2 separate regions of the Drosophila melanogaster genome follow, and region 2 is linked to region 1. The links are chromatin contacts, called in public HiChIP or PLAC-seq maps. All regions are on one chromosome and are shown on one strand. Each heading gives the region's core, a stretch centred on a gene start, on an enhancer-like site or on the middle of the called end of the contact. The rest is flanking DNA. Distances are from core to core; before and after follow the strand shown.

The links. HiChIP or PLAC-seq counts read pairs in DNA pulled down with a chosen protein or histone mark.
Region 2: a contact with region 1 is called in an H3K27ac HiChIP or PLAC-seq map of the Kc167 cell line, with 2.9 times the contacts expected there. The contact joins the promoter of jub here to the promoter of lncRNA:CR33963 in region 1. A contact is called at or near these places in 1 of 107 Hi-C or Micro-C datasets (eye imaginal disc) and 1 of 6 datasets of contacts at active chromatin or transcription factors (the Kc167 cell line).

The regions. Positions count from the first base shown.
Region 1 is chrX:12,655,560-12,661,017 of dm6, reverse strand. It overlaps lncRNA:CR33963 (long non-coding RNA:CR33963), which reads right to left and starts at 1,556. Exons shown (of 1, transcript NR_002692.1): 1 at 386-1,556. Tis11 (Tis11 zinc finger protein) reads right to left here and starts at 1,603. Exons shown (of 4, transcript NM_001272561.2): 1 at 1,470-1,603; 2 at 151-484. The coding sequence starts at 234. It overlaps CkIalpha (Casein kinase Ialpha), which reads right to left. Exons shown (of 4, transcript NM_078585.6): 3 at 4,866-5,458; 4 at 3,184-4,684. The coding sequence ends at 4,525.
Region 2 is chrX:13,828,753-13,834,250 of dm6, reverse strand. jub (Ajuba LIM protein) reads left to right here and starts at 3,934. Exons shown (of 6, transcript NM_001298303.1): 1 at 3,934-5,498. The coding sequence starts at 4,241. AMPdeam (AMP deaminase) reads left to right here. Exons shown (of 9, transcript NM_001258730.2): 3 at 1-1,347; 4 at 1,411-1,505; 5 at 1,578-2,034; 6 at 2,095-2,549; 7 at 2,617-2,911; 8 at 2,973-3,083; 9 at 3,151-3,510.

The DNA.
Region 1 (5,458 bases), core at 307-2,806:
TTCATAACTCTGGGTAAAACCACATCTTGAAAAATAACACTTTAAACAATACCGAATTTTGAGAAAAAAAAAACACAAGAACAAGAATATAATGACCGAACAGTTAAAAACGGAGGAAAACGTAGTTTTTGAGAATTTTGGGAAACTTACCGTTACGTATTTGGATATATCGCCACGCTCGAAGTAGTGCGAATCATCCTGCTCTCTTGATTTCTGCAGAATATCAGCAGACATTTTGTTGATTGGTTTTGAACAGATTGTTAACTTGATTTAGCCGTTGTTGTTTATTTGTTGTATTTTCCACTGGACAAGACAGAAAAAATGTGCGAATTTTTTCGTTTTGTTTTTCTTTTCTATATATCTTTATTTCGTTGCTTTTTCTTTTGTGTTTGATTTGTATTTGCTTTGCACTTGAATATTGAGTTATGTATGTTGTTGTTATTCGTTCCGCGAATATTGCATTGCAACAATAAAAAAAAATCAGCTAAAAGAGTGAAGAGAGCGTTTGATTAGCGACGAATAATGGAAGTGAGAGAGCGATGCACGAGGGCAGAAGAGAGAAGGGCAAAGAGCAAGGGAACAAAAATTTCACGTGCTTGTCGTTCGTATGCGTATGCGTATGGGAGTGTGTTCGTAAGGATATTTTCCAGGCACATGTGCAAAGGAAAGAAGAACCAAAGGCTGATATTCTTCGCTTTGCTTTGTCCCTTTTTTGATATACACATGTGTGTGTTTGTTAAACAGCCGATGTCTGTTTTATTTACGTGTGTGCGTTGTTTGCTTTGCTTTTATCGTCTTCGTTCGCGTTCTCGAAAAGCGAAAAGATAAGCTTGCGCTTCGTCCCTTCCTTTCCGTCCTTCCTTTCCTCCTTCTCTCACTCTATCTCCCTATGTGTGCCTAAGTGTTGCGTGTGTGTGTGCGATCTCTAGTGGTGGTCGTATATCACTTGCGTCTGTGTGTTTGTAATTCTTATATTATTGCTGCGACAGCGAACTCAAAATCATCAAAAAAAAAAACATAACACAAAAATCAAATAAAAGGGCAGCAATTTCTGTCGTTTATGATTTTTCCCTGTTGCTTCGCATGCTCCTTGTGCGCGCGGTTCTTCTTGTTCCCAAAGTCCTTGGGATTGCACACATGCGCGCATGTAAATTAATCGAATGCTTGCTTATGCTTATTTGAACATGATTCAAGAAATTCTCGTTGCGCCTTTTATATTCATTTACTCTTACTTTACACCTTTTAAAAACAACGACAACAGTGGACCATTTCTTACTTTACTATACAGTTAACTGTTGTATATTGATGAACAACCAATTCGAATTTTTCCGGCACTTGCAAAAAAAAATAAACCACGAAAAGGATGAAAGGGAATGTAAGTTGACCACTCGATTTGGATCGCACAAACACCACAAGATACACGAGAAACAAGCACACAATTTTAATTTGGCTATCGAATCGCTTATTACTTTGAATACGGGCGCAGAGGTCCTGTCGCTCTTCGCTCGTTCGCAAAAAAACACAACAAAATAGACGCAGCACGTCCGTCAGACAACCAGCCAGATCGGAATCGAACCTTACACTCGCACAAAAATGTCGAATCGCCGTTTTTTCGATTCGGTTGCCCGGCAGTGTGACCAGCCGCGAGTCAGCCGAAAAATGCCCACGTCATATATGCTTTTTGGTGAACGGCATTTGGCCTCCCGTTAGGCGCTCTTTTGTCAGAGCGTTTGAGTCTAAGATATGTAAATGGTTATTCTGTAGTCGGTTAGTTTTTACCTAGCTAAAAGAAAAAATGCTTCAAACTTGAAATGAAAGTTTTTTCATATAATACCTTTAAATCAAGTAGCATAGTCGATAGTAAATCAAGTAACATTAATCGAGCCAACTCGCTTGCTAGTGGTGCCACCTGTGCAAACTCGACTGGTAGAGGTGCCACCTGTACCTACTCGCTTGCCAGTGGTGCCACTGGATTGCCTTTAAATTTTCGAAGTTATTGGCAGCGCTGTCCCAATTTCTACTATTTTTAAAACATTATTGAAGCGCATAATTGCACTAGTTAGGCAACTTTAAGTTGTTAAAGATATATTTCCAGTCACTTCAGCTCCACGGGTGGCAAAGTCAAACTATGTGGCAGCCATCTAAATCGCAGTATCAAAACAAGCGCCATAGTTTAAATTTCATTTGTATTTTTCCCCATGTTAGCTTTTTAGGAATGTAATGATAAAATAATGACAATGTTCTCAGGAGTTATCCTGCAATAAGTTATTTATAAATGTAAAATTATAAATAGCAAATGTTTTAAGATCTCTTGTCAAACTAAAGAGACGAATTGATAAATGTTGCGCTTCGTTTTTGCTCTTTTACTATTCAATCAGAACTTTAAATGTTCTTATCAGCAATTGCACTGCAATTGGTGTTTTCCAATCAGCGCCTTCTGCTTGCAAACGGGGTGCTGATTGGAATGGGTCAGTAGTGCAGTGGACATCCCATAAAGTTAATAAATAATAAAAAGCACATTCTCACACACAGACGGACCGCGTACGTGTCATTGGTCAACAATGACGAATAAACAAAGAAATTAAGAGGGTCTAATAAATAAATGTATTTCACAGTCGGGTTGCAAAAGACGTCAGCTGCTAAATTCGTTTTGGATCTTAAGAAAGACCACCTGAAAGTGAAAAAACATTACGAATCGATTTTTGGAGGCATTATGGAAAATACTTTAAAGAAAGATGATTAACGCTGCGCCCCCCTGTACCATCCATTACAGTATCGCAGATAACCATTCCATTAAATATAAACGTAATTTAAAATATTGACAACTTTCTCTACAAAGATTCTACGTTTTTTTTCTCATCTCTTCAGAATATTTTGCTAACTACCAGCTATGCAATCTACTAGATGATATCAATAGTAGCAGTACAAATTTAAATAAACAAACCATAAACCATAAACCATAAACCATAAACCAATGTGACAATGAAATGTTTTTATGTCACGTTCAAGTTTTCATAACTAAAATGCATTATTAATGACTGAACGCAAGATCTGAAAAACACAGGCATTTTTTTGTGATTAATTTAAATATATAAAAGCATCTTTAATTTCAACTAAATTTTAATTTCAGCTGAAACGAATACAACTTTAGATACAAAGCACTTATGGGGGAAATTAAATGTTGGGGCTCAAATAAAACGTATGCATATATATATATATATGAATATACAATTTTTATGTAAATTTAATATAGTATAATAAAAAAACTAATTACATGCTACAATTTTAAAAAAGATTATTAACCAATAGAGCTAATCGCTAATAAACAATGACGTATATTACAACAATAAATATATTTGAATGCACTTCTTTCCCTTTCGTATGCCCCCATCTCTATCTAATGCAGATGTGAACAGCGCCGAGTCGAAATTTAATTTCAACATATTTATTGATGTAATTCAAAAAATTAAATATAAGTTATATTTATAATTATTACGGCGTACTATGCAAAATTACTTTGCAGTTTTGCGGTCTGTTTTCTTCTTTTTCTTTCTTCATTATAATTATTATTTGCTTGTTTTACTCTTGTTGCTGCTTTTATTTTATATTTTCCCCCATCTCAGTTGGCTTTGCTTGGTTGTTTCTCCTCCGCATCCTCCACTATATTTTTTTTGTTTGCTTTTCTCGGTGTGTTTTATTAATTTTTTTTTATTGTTTATTCTTATTTGTTTGTTGTTTTTTTGTGTTGTTGTTTGCTTGTTGCTGTTTTGTTTCTTATTTATTCCATTTTAATTAGTTATTGAGTTTTGTTTCGCTCGATTCATAATTAAGCATTGGATTCGATTTGACGTGAATCAAATGGGTATATGCATACATATATGGTGTTGTGTTTATTCGCTTACATATATACATATACATATATATATAGGTTTAGTTTCCTCAGCATTACTTCATTTTGTTCCTCCAACTCTACCAATATTATTTCTTGTAATTTATTAGGCTAAGTGTTGTTGATTTCTTTCCTCTTCTTTTCTTCTTCTCTCTTCTTTTCTTTTTTCTCCCCCTTTTGGGCAATGATGTTTGCTTTTTGAGTGGGTGGATGAGAGTGGGTGAGTGTGTGTATGTATGTGTGTGTGTGGGTGTGTTATGCAAGTATGTTGATTTGTGTATGGATTGCAAATTAGTTTAAATCGTATTGATTTGCAATAATTTCGGTTTATGTTATTATCGATCGCAGTGATTCACTCGTGAATCACATTTGCTGGGGTATCATTTTATATGCCCTGCTGATGATGCCGTTGCTTGCTTGTTTGTGGTTCCTTATTTGTTTAGTATTGAATTTAAATTAATATTAAGAAACATTCGGACGACCGCTGGTGTTACTCAATTTTACGGTTGCGTCTGTTTCATATTTGCTCCGCTCCTTGCCGGGCCTTTCGCCCACATCAACGTCATTTACATCCACGCATCCACGTTCTCCTTCTCTGATGCACTCCCCCCATTCGTCTGAATGCGCTGCAGCTCTTAGTCCGCGATCAGGGGCTTGCCGTTCTGCTTCTCCTTGTCCTTGTCCAATTGCTCCAAGAGTATAGCTGGATTGGGTTGACCCTGATGGGTCTTCTGCTTCAGCATTGTCCAGTCGTAGATGTAGTCATACTGATGGTTCAGCGTTCTGAACAGTATGCTGTATTAAAGAGAAAGTTGGGGTTACATCATTTCGAATTAAAAAAAAAAAACAAGAAAACTATGACCTAAACACATATCGAATACAGCCTCCACAATGATTATCACCACAAACATTATCACAAAAACAATCGGGTGTAATCTTAAGATTCGTATGCAATATATGATTTAATCGTACTCACCGGAACAATTGACGTAGGTACATGTAATCTGGCTGCTCCTCGAAGCGCAGGCTACGACAATAGTTCAGATACATGGAGAACTCGGCCGGCGAGCCCTTGCAGAGGACCTCGATGGGCGTGGACATCTTCTTTTCGGAGATCTTCTCGTATTTCTGCTGCTTGGTGTTGGCCTTCATGCCTTGCCATGGCAGTACGCCGCGATTGAAGTACATCATCACGTATCCAAGCGATTCCATGTCGTCACGCCGCGACTGCTCGATGCCCAGATGGGCATTGATCGAGGCATAGCGGGCAGTGCCGGTGAGGTTCTTGTCCTCGCGGTAAACGATGTGATGGCGCGTGTGCGGATCGCGGAACTTCTTGGCCAGACCGAAATCGATCAGGAACAGCTTATTGCAGTGCCGACCAATGCCCATTAGGAAGTTATCCGGCTTGATGTCGCGATGGATGAAGCACTTGAGATGGATGTACTCCAAGCGTCCGATCATCTGGTCGACGAGCATCAGAACCGTTTTGATTGTGAAATGGCGCGTACAGAAATTGAACAGATCCTCCAGCGAGGGTCCCAGCAGGTCCATGACCAGGGTGTTGAA
Region 2 (5,498 bases), core at 2,685-5,184, 1.2 Mb before region 1:
CGACTATTTATTTCTCTTCTCGTATTTTTCATTATTTCTTATAGACATCATTCGCAAAATGAGTGTAGCGAACATACAAGGTAATTCGTGTGCACACCCGATTTTCCTGCCTTCCCGCTTTCCGCCTATCCAACTATTCCACCACGATCAACAAGAACAACTCCTCCTTCTGTTTTTCTGCCTGAAATTTGATTTCCGTTGAGCACTGCTTTATCTTGTTTTGTGTTCTTAATGGTTACTTCACGCTCCTAACCTCAAAATAGAGATAGAAACGCTGCTTTCAACGCATAGAGTGTGGCCAGCTTTTGGTTATTCAGTGTGATTGTAATTAAAAAACAAATACATATGTTTTCTGAATGTGTTAATGACCAAGCTTAAATCTATAATAATAATTTATGTTACCTGTTCCCCAGTTCGCATAATAGTTTATAAGATTAATTGCTGCATCCGATTTGTACAATCGTGCAAAGGTTACTAAATTGGCCGTCCTAACCTTCAGTTGTCTGCCTCTCCCGCTGCATTAAACACAATGCTGGCCACACTAATCTCTAGCTATTTCGCCCGCTATAAAAACTACACTTTGCAGAATTGAACTTTCTGTCAAACACTCGCATGTACATATGTATTCATTGACCGTTTATTTTTTCACTTCCACTGTGTTTCTGCATATGTTACTTGCGTGTTCTATATATTTGCCACCACAAAAGAACAACAACAACACGCCCCAGCTAAAATCATAAACGATATAAAAGCTTAAACTCTCACCGTTCCTCACTTACTTTTTGGTCCTTTGAAAGGGAAAAGCCTTGTACAAAAGGAAAGACTCAACTACTCCACTTTGAAAGCTTTTGTAGCGCACGAGTGGAACTCAGATGTATTTTCTAGTATCCTGTTGTCCTTTAAATTAATAGGGATTAATTTAAGATATCAAATCGTAATTTAATTTTGCTTCAAAAACTAAAAAGAAAATTCGAAGCTAGAATATTTAAAAAGGTGTACTGATACTGTACGGAGGTCCACTCTAAAGCACGTCGTACACACCAAATACTTACTGACAATAACACTCGCACAAACACCTGAGTGTAGAGTGTTGTCTTTGCCACTAACTGTACCAATTACCATTGCTGCTGCGATCGCCTTAAAAACTAAAACAATTTCTATTTTTGAATTTGAATTTAACACAAACACACACGTCTCAACTTGCTTCGAAACTGTTAAGAATCTGCAGATGTCCATTTGAGACATTCGCCAATGAAGATTACGAATCCGTGGAACGTCGAGTTTCCCAATGACGAAGATTTCAAGATTAAGCCCCTCAACGGAGTGTTTCACATTTACGAGAATGATGTAAGTATCTAGCTAATACATAAGAATACCACGAATCCTTACACACTCATGATAATATTCCAGGACGAAAGCAGTGAGATCAAATACGAATATCCAGATATGAGCCAATTCGTAAACGACATGCAGGTCATGTGCAATATGATTGCCGATGGGCCATTGTAAGTATATTTTCAGCAATGTATCAAATCGATTAAGATATAGAAATAATGTCCAATGCTCGACTTTAATAGGAAATCCTTCTGCTATCGACGTCTCTGTTATCTGTCGTCCAAGTATCAGATGCACGTGCTCCTCAACGAGCTGCGTGAGCTGGCTGCCCAGAAGGCGGTGCCGCATCGCGATTTCTACAACACCCGCAAGGTGGACACCCACATCCATGCCGCATCGTGCATGAACCAAAAGCATCTGCTGCGCTTCATTAAAAAGACGCTGAAGAACAACGCCAACGAGGTGGTCACCGTCACCAATGGCCAGCAAATGACACTGGCCCAGGTGTTCCAGTCGATGAACCTGACCACCTACGACCTGACCGTCGACATGTTGGACGTCCATGCCGATCGCAACACGTTCCATCGCTTCGACAAGTTTAACTCCAAGTACAATCCCATCGGGGAGTCGCGGCTCAGGGAAGTCTTCCTGAAGACGGACAACTATCTGAATGGCAAATACTTTGCACAGATCATAAAGGTGGTTATCAATTCACAACTGAATACGATTATAAACTAATTCTTCCGTTTTTCTTGCCAGGAAGTGGCCTTCGATCTGGAGGAGTCCAAGTACCAGAACGCCGAGCTGCGTCTCTCCATCTATGGCAAGTCGCCGGATGAGTGGTACAAACTGGCCAAGTGGGCCATCGACAATGATGTGTACAGCTCGAACATTCGCTGGCTGATCCAGATACCCCGTCTCTTCGACATCTTCAAGTCGAACAAGATGATGAAGTCATTCCAGGAGATCTTGAACAACATATTCCTGCCGCTCTTCGAGGCGACAGCCCGACCCAGTAAGCATCCCGAGTTGCATCGCTTTCTGCAGTACGTGATCGGATTCGATTCGGTGGACGATGAGTCCAAGCCGGAGAATCCGCTCTTCGACAACGATGTGCCACGTCCGGAGGAGTGGACCTACGAGGAGAATCCGCCCTATGCCTACTATATCTACTATATGTACGCCAACATGACGGTGCTGAACAAGTTTAGACAGTGCGTAGAAGTATATTGATATGTATATATATCATTGATTAACCCACTGTTACCTTTGATACATCAGATCTCGCAATATGAACACCTTTGTGCTGCGGCCCCATTGCGGCGAGGCTGGACCCGTGCAGCATCTGGTTTGCGGCTTCCTCATGGCCGAGAACATCTCCCACGGCCTCCTGTTGCGCAAAGTGCCCGTGCTGCAGTATCTGTATTATCTGACCCAGATTGGCATCGCCATGTCGCCGCTGTCGAACAACTCCCTGTTCCTCAACTATCATCGCAATCCGCTGCCAGAGTATTTGGCCCGTGGCCTCATCATTTCCCTCTCCACGGATGATCCCTTGCAATTCCACTTCACCAAGGTGGGCTAGACAATATATGCTTTAATATTCAGCATTAAATTAACCCATGTCCGCTTTTCAGGAACCCCTCATGGAGGAGTACAGCATTGCGGCACAGGTGTGGAAGCTCAGCTCATGCGACATGTGCGAGCTGGCCAGGAACAGTGTGATGATGAGCGGATTCCCACATGCCGTGAGTTCCAAGCATGCTTTCTGCTTTATGTTCGGACAAATGATTCCAATTCCGATTTCATCCACAGATCAAACAGCAGTGGCTGGGACCCATCTATTACGAGGACGGTATCATGGGCAACGACATCACGCGCACCAATGTGCCAGAGATCCGTGTGGCCTATCGCTATGAGACACTGCTGGACGAGCTGTCCAACATCTTCAAGGTGAACCAGACGTGCTCCATTGCAGACATGAACGCCACATAGTCTGGTCCATGCGGTACATCTGCTCCATCGCGTTGTTGTGGCTTCCTATGCTAACTTAATGCAAATTACGCAGATATATACGCTAGTTATATACATAATTTAAATGTTTCTGTACTAACCAAAATGTAAACGCGGCAGACCAAAACCTTTAAATATACAAAACTTGTACACGAAACTTCCATTCATTCAACTTTTATTTAAAAATAATCATAAGGTAAATAATATATAAATATAAATAATAATATATTTCGAGCTATGGGATCTAAAATTGTAGTTTTGGCTAACCTTTTGGGTTCAAAAGTAAAAATAGTGGATATAAGTTAAAAACTCAAGAAGAGTAATATTAAAATTTCAATGTTTGAAATTTAGACCTCAAATATTTCAAAATCCCGACTTTAAATGGATTAAAATTATTGCAAGCTAAAAAAATAACTAAGTGGAATTGTAATTAAATTTACAATTTTAAATAATAACGTTGCTAGATTAAAAAAAAAAAAACAATGTAATGCAATGCAATATGTATTTGATATTTTAGAGTGGCCCTTTTGAGCTGCAGTATATTTTGTGGTATATTCGCCTGCCTGCCGGACAGTATATTATAAACGTAACCCGCGGCGGTCACACTTAACTGTACGAATTTTTTGATATTCCAATGCAGGCGCACAAAGAAAATGCAGAAAAGCTGATAGAATAAAGGAAAAGCCGACTGACTGATTGCCAACTAGCCGAGCACAGTTAGCTAAGGTCTTTTCCGACCGGGAAAAGCGAGCCAATCGTTGATTTCGGGGCGGCGTCCCCCCCGCAGAGCGAGACAGCAAGTGTGGCGAGGGAGTAGGAGAGACGGAAGAAGAAGACGATAAGGAGGAGGAGCAGGATCTGGTGGATAAATATACATATATCAAAAGACAGAATGACCACCCAGCGGACGCAGACGCAGGCGAGGAATCCCGGCAACTCCGATTCCGACTATGAGACACTGATGCAGCGTCTTCACATCGGTGGGGGAGGTGGTGCTGGTGTTGGAGGAGGGGGCGGCAGTGGTGGCCCTGGAGACGGGGGCGTGGCCATGCGAAGCTACCAGCGCTCACCGGGCGCCATTGAGAACTACCTGCAGGAAAGTCAGCAGCAACAGCAGCAACATCAGATGCAGCAAATGCAGCAACTCCATCACAATCAGGACTATAAGCTGTACGAGCGCGGCAACATCATTGCCGCCTCCAAATACGCCACGCCCCGTCCGGTGGAGCAGATACAGCACACGCACAACGGAAGTGCACAAATCTATGCACCGACCGCACAGATTCTGGGCCAGCGGATTGCACCGCAGAAGCATTCGCCGGTATATGAGAACTTGGAGTTCTACGGTCAATTCGATTCAAACCACAAGAGGGCTCAGCCTCAAAGTCCCGGGAGCAGGCAGAGCGCCATATTGAACGGCTATCTGCTGATGCAGCCCATTCGGGCTGGGCGCTTTGCACACACGCCGGTGCCAGAGAATCAAGGATCTGCATCGTTGGGAACGACCAGAGCAGCAGGAGGACCACCACCACCATCGGGACGTTCTGCTGCTTTGGGTCCAACTGGCGATCTGGAGGAGCATGCTGCGCCCATATACGAGAACATCATTCCACACTCTGGCCAGCGGGCACAGCCACAGGCCTCGCCGGCCACCGCCACCATGTATCAGGAGATGCAGCCCACGTCCAACTCCTCAGGCAGTTCGTCCACCGCCGGTCTGGATCTCAATGCGCTGCTGGCCTCGCCCATGCACCAGCGAAGCATTAGCAGCAACACGGCCAGTTCTAGCTCCTTGGGATCGCCAACGCAACGATATAGGAATCTATCGTTACCTAGCCACCTAAGTCCCGTACCCACCGCGCAGTCGGTGGCCAAACTGCAGCAGCACACGCCCGTTAAGTCGCCCGGCGGCGCCATTAATGTCTCCGTTAATCCTAACTATATAGAGGACATCAATAGCTCTGACTACGTTTGCATGACGGCGAATCTGCACAGGAATACGGCAGCAGGATTGGCTACCGGCAGGGCGGCTGCAACGGGAGCCCCTGCCCAGCGAACTGTCCAGGAACCACCAATAATAACGTCATCACTGGCCATGGGCATGGCCACGGCAGCTCCACCAACCACATCCAATGCACCGACATCAGCAG